2 separate regions of the Mus musculus genome follow, and region 1 is linked to region 2. Evidence: chromatin contacts called from public Micro-C data. All regions are on one chromosome and are shown on one strand. The core of a region is the stretch at or near the end of the contact, and the rest is flanking DNA. Distances in the headings are between cores, read along the strand shown. Region 1 has its middle 54 kb from the start of Gm24981. Region 2 overlaps Ebf2 (early B cell factor 2).

Evidence for each region. A called contact is a pair of places that touch in the nucleus more often than the background predicts.
Region 1: a Micro-C map of brown adipocytes shows a contact between it and region 2, with 5 times the contacts expected there. The contact joins two enhancer-like sites. A contact is called at or near these places in 2 of 484 Hi-C or Micro-C datasets (brown adipocytes and embryonic stem cells) and 1 of 115 datasets of contacts at active chromatin or transcription factors (fibro-adipogenic progenitors).

What each region holds. Positions count from the first base shown.
Region 1 is chr14:67,619,590-67,623,085 of GRCm38.p6, forward strand. No RefSeq gene overlaps it. Among named protein-coding and RNA genes, the nearest start is that of Gm24981, 54 kb to the left of the region's middle. Within about 2 kb of position 2,067, at least 28 of the 459 cell types and tissues checked have an H3K27ac peak or open chromatin away from gene starts, as enhancers often do. A contact at or near this core is called in brown adipocytes, where this site is marked.
Region 2 is chr14:67,413,975-67,417,112 of GRCm38.p6, forward strand. Ebf2 (early B cell factor 2) reads left to right here. Exons shown (of 16, transcript NM_001360202.1): 14 at 389-574. Among named protein-coding and RNA genes, the nearest start is that of Gm10860, 17 kb to the right of the region's middle. Within about 2 kb of position 1,612, at least 12 of the 459 cell types and tissues checked have an H3K27ac peak or open chromatin away from gene starts, as enhancers often do. A contact at or near this core is called in brown adipocytes, where this site is marked.

The sequences.
Region 1 (3,496 bases), core at 817-3,316, 210 kb after region 2:
AAGTCCTCAAAGAGACTTCCCGGGCTACATATCCATCAGCCACAAGGATTTCCTCTCAAGGGTCAGCCCAAGGACCTCTGAACTTACCAATGGTTATCATCTAGCTCTGCCCGTGCCCTGCACTCAACTAGGGATTGAGGGTACTCAAGCAGGGAGCCAAGCAGATGGCCCTGGACCTGAGGTTCTGGGCTTCTAGCCAGGGTGGGTGACCTTCATCGTGACTTTCTGTCATCTTCCAGCCCCACCCTTCTTTCTCCTCTTCTTTCTGGTCTCCTTGTTCCCCCGAGTTCTCTTTCCCCTTCTCTCCCTCATGCCAGGCAAGTTTGCAACAGGCTGCTCTTTGCACAGTGAACTCAAAGGGCACTCTTGGCTCTTCTGGTAGCATTATGGCTACGACAGAAGTCCCGTTTCCTGGTCTCTCTTCTTTGCTCCATATCTCCTCACCAATCGTTTGAACTTTTAAACAGTGTCAACTGCTGAGTCCTGGAGAGCACCAGCTTTCCCAGGCTATGGTGTTGAGTGGATATGGCAGGTTTCTTCTCCCATTGTGTGGAAAGCCACGTGAGCACCGCTGTTCCTCCCTTCCACTGCCCAGCCCCATCAACATCATGCTCTCCTCTGGTTGCTCAGACCAGTCAGTGACTTGCTCCGAGTGGGAGACTCAGCATGAAATCTGACCAAAGCCAAGTCTTACTGTTGCCTTCAATTTCATACCCAGCTAGTGCAGCTACTGAGGGTGGGGGTGGGGTATTTTCAAAGCAATACATATCATTAAAAGAAAGAAGAGGAAATTTGGCTTTGTGGTTTTCTTGGGAAACACAATACAGTGCTGTCATCCTTTGGTATCCACAGAAACTGATCCCTGGACACCCAAACACCCAAATCTGTTGATGCTGAAATTCCTCTATAAAATGGTGTAGCATCTGTGCATCACCTCTGTGCAACCTTCATGTAGAGTAACGCATCTCCAGATTATTTCTAACACCTACCAACACAATGGAAATGTTATGCAAGTAGCTATGGTCCCATGCTCTTTAGGCAAAGATGACAAGGTAAAAAAAAAATCTGTATGTGTTGAGCATATATACAGATTTTTTTTAATAGTCCCAATCTTCTGCTGGCTGGATATGAGGATGTGGAACCTATGAATTCAATGCACCAGTCATATGTGTCAAGCTCATTGTCCTGATAAATAAATTAAAAAAATACAAGCATGTTGAATATGAAACATAGGCTAACTTTGCAAAAGGAGAACTGAGGCAAGAATCAGTTCTTCTTGGGCAAAATTCTTAGTATTGTTCCACTAGAAAGATTCATTCCCCTTCAGCAAGAGGGAAAGATATTCCAACTACAGAGACCAAGGCATAGATAGCTCTCTGTTGCCATCCAGTGGGGCAGAGCTGTAAGTTAGCAAGATTCTTGGCTGAGCCGATCCAGTGCATAGAATCCCAATTTGCATAAAATCATGCTATCTCCTCCAAAGAATGAGTAAAGCTTCCAGAATGCACCACCTCCAGCCCTCCCACCTCCCTCATTAGCTGCTTTTGTTTGTCTTTGAGATAAAGGGATCTTGGCTGGCCTCTCCTTGTTGACTGAAAAATTCAGTGCTCAAAAAGAACAGCTTTTGTGGTACTTGGGCCAAACCTACAGTTCCCTAATTGGTTTAAAAGATGGGAAAACAGGGTGTGGAGAGAATAAATGTGAACCAGAGAAACAGAGAGAGAGTACACAGTGCTGGCGGGTAAGTGCCAAGTGGTAAATAAGTCCTTTTTATAGACTCATTTGGCCTCGGCTCTGCAAAGGCTTCCGTAATTGAGGGAGGAAGCAGACTTAAGGGCAGTCTTGAGTGACAGTCAATTCTTTCTAAGATCTGTGGCTGATTTGTAAAGAGATAACAGGGGCTCTCCTGTGTCCTTGAAGTCTAAGGGTTAGTTAACAGGAGGAAGCATTTAGATCCAATTATCCTGGAATTTTCCTTAAGAACACACTGGGCTTTCATTCAATGGGCTCGTGTCTGGGTTTCTTGCTCTGATCAACCCAAACAAGGCCAGTGGTCAGGTTGGTCACCAGTGGTCAGATGTCAATGACACAGACCACATGGCACTGTGGTGAGTCTAGGACACACTACAGGCAGCTTCAGACTGTGAAGCCCTGATGGGCTGATTGTATGGGAGTCCACAGGCATCCAGGTCAAGTATCTCTAAAACTGAGGTTTGCCTGCCCCGGAAAGTTAAATGGACTATCAGATGTCTCAGATGTCAAAACTGAACATATCAGAATGCCAATAAGCTAACCTGTGCTGTCTGGACATCTTGCAAACTCTGTCCTCTGTACAGCCCCTCGGGTAACACAGCATGTGTGTGTTCCTTCTGCGTGAACTGGCTGCTCTCTGACTCAGAAGAAAAGCCACAGCAAAACCTGGGAAGAGAAGCCACCCTCCACAAGCAAACAGACGCCCCCTCTCTCAGCACAAGCCCGAGTCCATTTGCAACAATCAGGAAAGCTATGACAAGAGTGGAGATTGCATTACATCTGCAACCACAATCGTATATATTACACATCTTGGGTGCTTTCTTATTTCACTTATCACTTAGTGATAAAGATGACTAACAGATATTAAAGTTATTAGTTTGTAATTCATCTTCATTGTTTTTTAACTCAACTTTTTCTCTTTTGGGCTCTGCATCAGTGTATTTGAGGAGTATCCAGAGATTGCATGATGAGCTATTTATTTTAAATCATTACCATTTGCAAATGCTTATCTGTAGAAATCAGAATGTGCTCAGTTCTCTTCTGCTAGGGCAAAACATAAAACTGGGTGAGGTGGTGCACTCGTCTAATCCCGGGGCTTGGGAGGGGAGGATCAGGGGTTGGAAGTCATCCTCCACTCCAAAGCAGGTTCAAGGCCAGCCTAGGTTACACAGGTCCCTGTTTCAAAAACTGAAAGACGGTCCTACACTAATAAATCCAGAATAAATATCATATATTTATCATATATAATGATAGTGATGTCATATATAAGATATTGATATTGTATCATCTATATATGATATTATATATATGGTTACTATTATCATATCATGGTATTTATAGTATATATAATATATCACATACTATGTGATATATTACATATTGTATTATATATATCATATATATGATATATATGATATAATATACATGTATATATAATATTATAACCATAAATGTTTAACACTGGATTTTAAAAAACATAATAGTGGTCTTCTATTGACTAAAAAGGCAAATGAGCATAATTTTTGTAGGTTATCATGGACTAAAATATGTCTCTCCAAAGCTTGAGCTCTCAGTAACTCATAACCTAATTACATTGAGTGAGAAAAGGTGGGCTAAAATTGAAAAAAGGCTGGAGGAACCTGGTCCCACTTGAGTGGTATCCTTCTTAAAAAAACCATGAGGACACAGACATGATGGCCACATGAAGACCAGGAAGGGAAGGTGACCACCTACAAGCCAAATC
Region 2 (3,138 bases), core at 362-2,861:
CGTGTTCTGTAGCATGGTCAGGTAATAGTAGTTGACAATAGTTCATCATAAATTCCAAATAGGCAACAGAAATTTGTGACTGTTCCCAAAACCAGGAAGGGATTAGATACTTGAGGGGGTAGATGTGCCAGTCACCCCAGTGTGATCATTGCCCATTGCATGCATTAAAAAACAAAACAAAACAAACAACAAACAAACAAAAACAAATAACGGGTGGACAGTGACTACATATCAATGAAAAATAAAGTGCCGCAAGGGAGCTTCACTTCCCACTGGTGCATGGCCCCGGTAACCTGACAATCTGGGGTGGGTGTGGACGAGCGCAATCCACATTTGGACGGTGGTGGGTACTGCTTTGTTTACCTGGCCTGTTTCTTCTGTTGTCAAGGATACATCCGCAACACAAGCAGCATCTCCCCGCGGGGATACTCCTCCAGCTCCACGCCTCAGCAATCTAATTACAGCACCTCCAGCAACAGCATGAACGGCTACAGCAATGTTCCTATGGCCAACCTGGGTGTGCCAGGATCCCCGGGATTTCTGAATGGCTCACCCACGGGCTCCCCATATGGAAGTAAGTGACCTTTGCCATCCATCTGGCACTGTACGCCTCCCCCGCAAAGGTTTCAGCCCTCAGCCTTTTAGGAGATAGCTGTATTCCCAGATGGTATGAACGCATGGGAGATAGTCTCATTGCCTGATGAAAGGTCCTTTCTGCCTTTTGTTCTTTTCTCATGGCTGAACTTAAACTTCCCAGTTGGTGTCCTCCTGGGGGAGGATAGGAAGCAAACCCATTCCCTTGTATAAGGTACATGTGGCTTGTGTATGTGGGGGGAGGAGTGGACATTTCATTTCAGCTAACAGTGTGCACCTGATTCAGCGGGCATTCTCACATGCACTATTTCTTTCTTTCTTCCTTTTTTTAAAAATTTTTTTTGGTTTATTTCATTTTAGCTGCATATTATGGGCAAAGAAGTTTGGTGCCGTAACTAGCCTAGCCACCCTCTATTACACAGCTAGAGTTTATCAGGTGGTAGCAGACACAGAACTGGTGGCCTCCCACTCCTCTGTCATGTCTTAATTTGTTATTTTCTTTCATAGTTTCTTACATATAATCCACTTTGATCATACCCCCACCCCACTATCTCCTCTTATCCCCTCCCCCTCCCACCAAAGCCCTTCTTCCTTGTGAGTCTCTCGTTGTGCACCATTGCAGTTACTTTGAGTAGCTTGCTTGGAAGAGGGTGGTTTAGTTGACCAAGGGTGACTCGTCGGCGGTTACACCACTGAGGAATATTACTGCCCTTTCCCTGGCAAGCATTTCCAGCCTTCAGTTCCTCTGGGAGAGGTGGGACCCTAAACAGGACATCTGTGTCGTGCTCTGCTTGATATTGTAACATGGCTCTGTCTGCCATTAAGCACCTCCAGAGAGATGGAAGTTGACTGTGTATAGCAGCATGCTGGATTTAGACAGAGCCTCTTAGCCTTAATCTATAGCAGCAAAGTCAATGGCTTGAGAAGTTGTGAAAAACCGATTTGGGTCGCTCTGGGAGCTAAGTTGGGAGCTTGCACAATGGTCCCTGGAGCCTGAAAGAGTGTGTTTTTCAAACCTGCTTAGGGAATACTTGAGGCCAGGGGCCATGCTGACATGGGGAGCCAAAGGATGGAGCAGAGAGCTCTTGAAATGTTGGCTGTTGTTACAAGTCCTGCCCCTGCCCTTCTCTTTACCCAGAGTGACTCCCTCGTGCCAGAAACAAGGACACATCAAGGGCAGCACACAGCCCTGTCAGCCATGGCTCAAGTGACAGGCCTTGGGGGCTATTTCTCACTGCCTTCAGAACCTTGGTTCCTGGGCCCACACAATCCCAAAATATTTCTGAGCTATGCTTTTAAGTCAGTATTACCCAGTGTGGTGGGGATTCAGGACCAAGGAGCTGAGTGCAGCGCAGGCCCTTTCTGTCTGTAGCTACCATGTGTCGTGTGTGTGTGTGTGTGTGTGTGTGTGTGTGTGTGTGTGTGTGTGACATGGCCTAGACTCACTGGAGCAGAGTATACATTATTGTTTATTGGTTTGTTTTTACTCCACTTAGAAAACAAAAGAAGAAAACCACAAAACTTCTTTTTCCAAAAGTATGTGGTAGAATGATCATCCAATGGACCATAGGAATGTGTAATATGCAAGCCAATGGGAAAGCGAGGCTAGGGGGGAAATGCATTTAGAATAACTTCATAAACCTAAGTCTGGGCATCGAGGCCATTCTATGTGATGCGCTCTGGTTTCCCAGTTACAAAATGCTATTGCAAAGGCTGTTCTCTGTGCTCTGTGTCTATCAGTATGACCGTGTTAGAGAACGCCAAAGAAACATAGACAGTTTAGCTGCTGAGACCAGGGTGGGTTTGTCACACACTTGGTCAAGAATGAGGTACCTTGTGTGACAATGAGGCTCTCCCTCTAACAGACCCCACAAGGAGCATGGTGGCATGAGAGAGAGAGCGCGCGCGCAACCATGCTTGCTTCACGGTGATTCTGACAGTGATTCACGTCTTCCTCTCTACAGGTTAAAGAACAATCTAGAGCCTAATCAGATCCCCTCAACCACTTTGTGGCACCCGTATAACAATAATTACGACCACCACTTTCCCTTATAAGAGATGGGGAGTTGATTAATGACCCACTCAAAGAGTCATAGTAGGTAAATGGCTCAAACGGAACCACAACACCTGTCACCAGACTAGGACTGGAATGCCGTGTTTTCAAATTATTCAGTAACACAAAGGATGGAAACTATTTACACTGTATCATTAGGTTAAAACAGACAGAATTTTCTTCTGGCCATTTTGTTAAATTTATTTTATGTGTCTGTGTGTGCGTGTGTGCGCACACACACACACACACACACACACACACACACACGTGCACATAGATTCCATGCCACATATAGAGGAATCAGAGGACAACTTTCAGGAGTTGAGTCTCCTCCCGTGTTAATCTCAAGTCAGCAGGCCCCTTACACTGAGTCATCTTGCCAGCCTTCATGTGACCATTTTTGATATCCAGAAATGGCAGTTTTTCATGGCTCAATCATAGGCCTATGTATATACAAGTTGAATATATTAAATAGTTGCTTTGTAGATTTT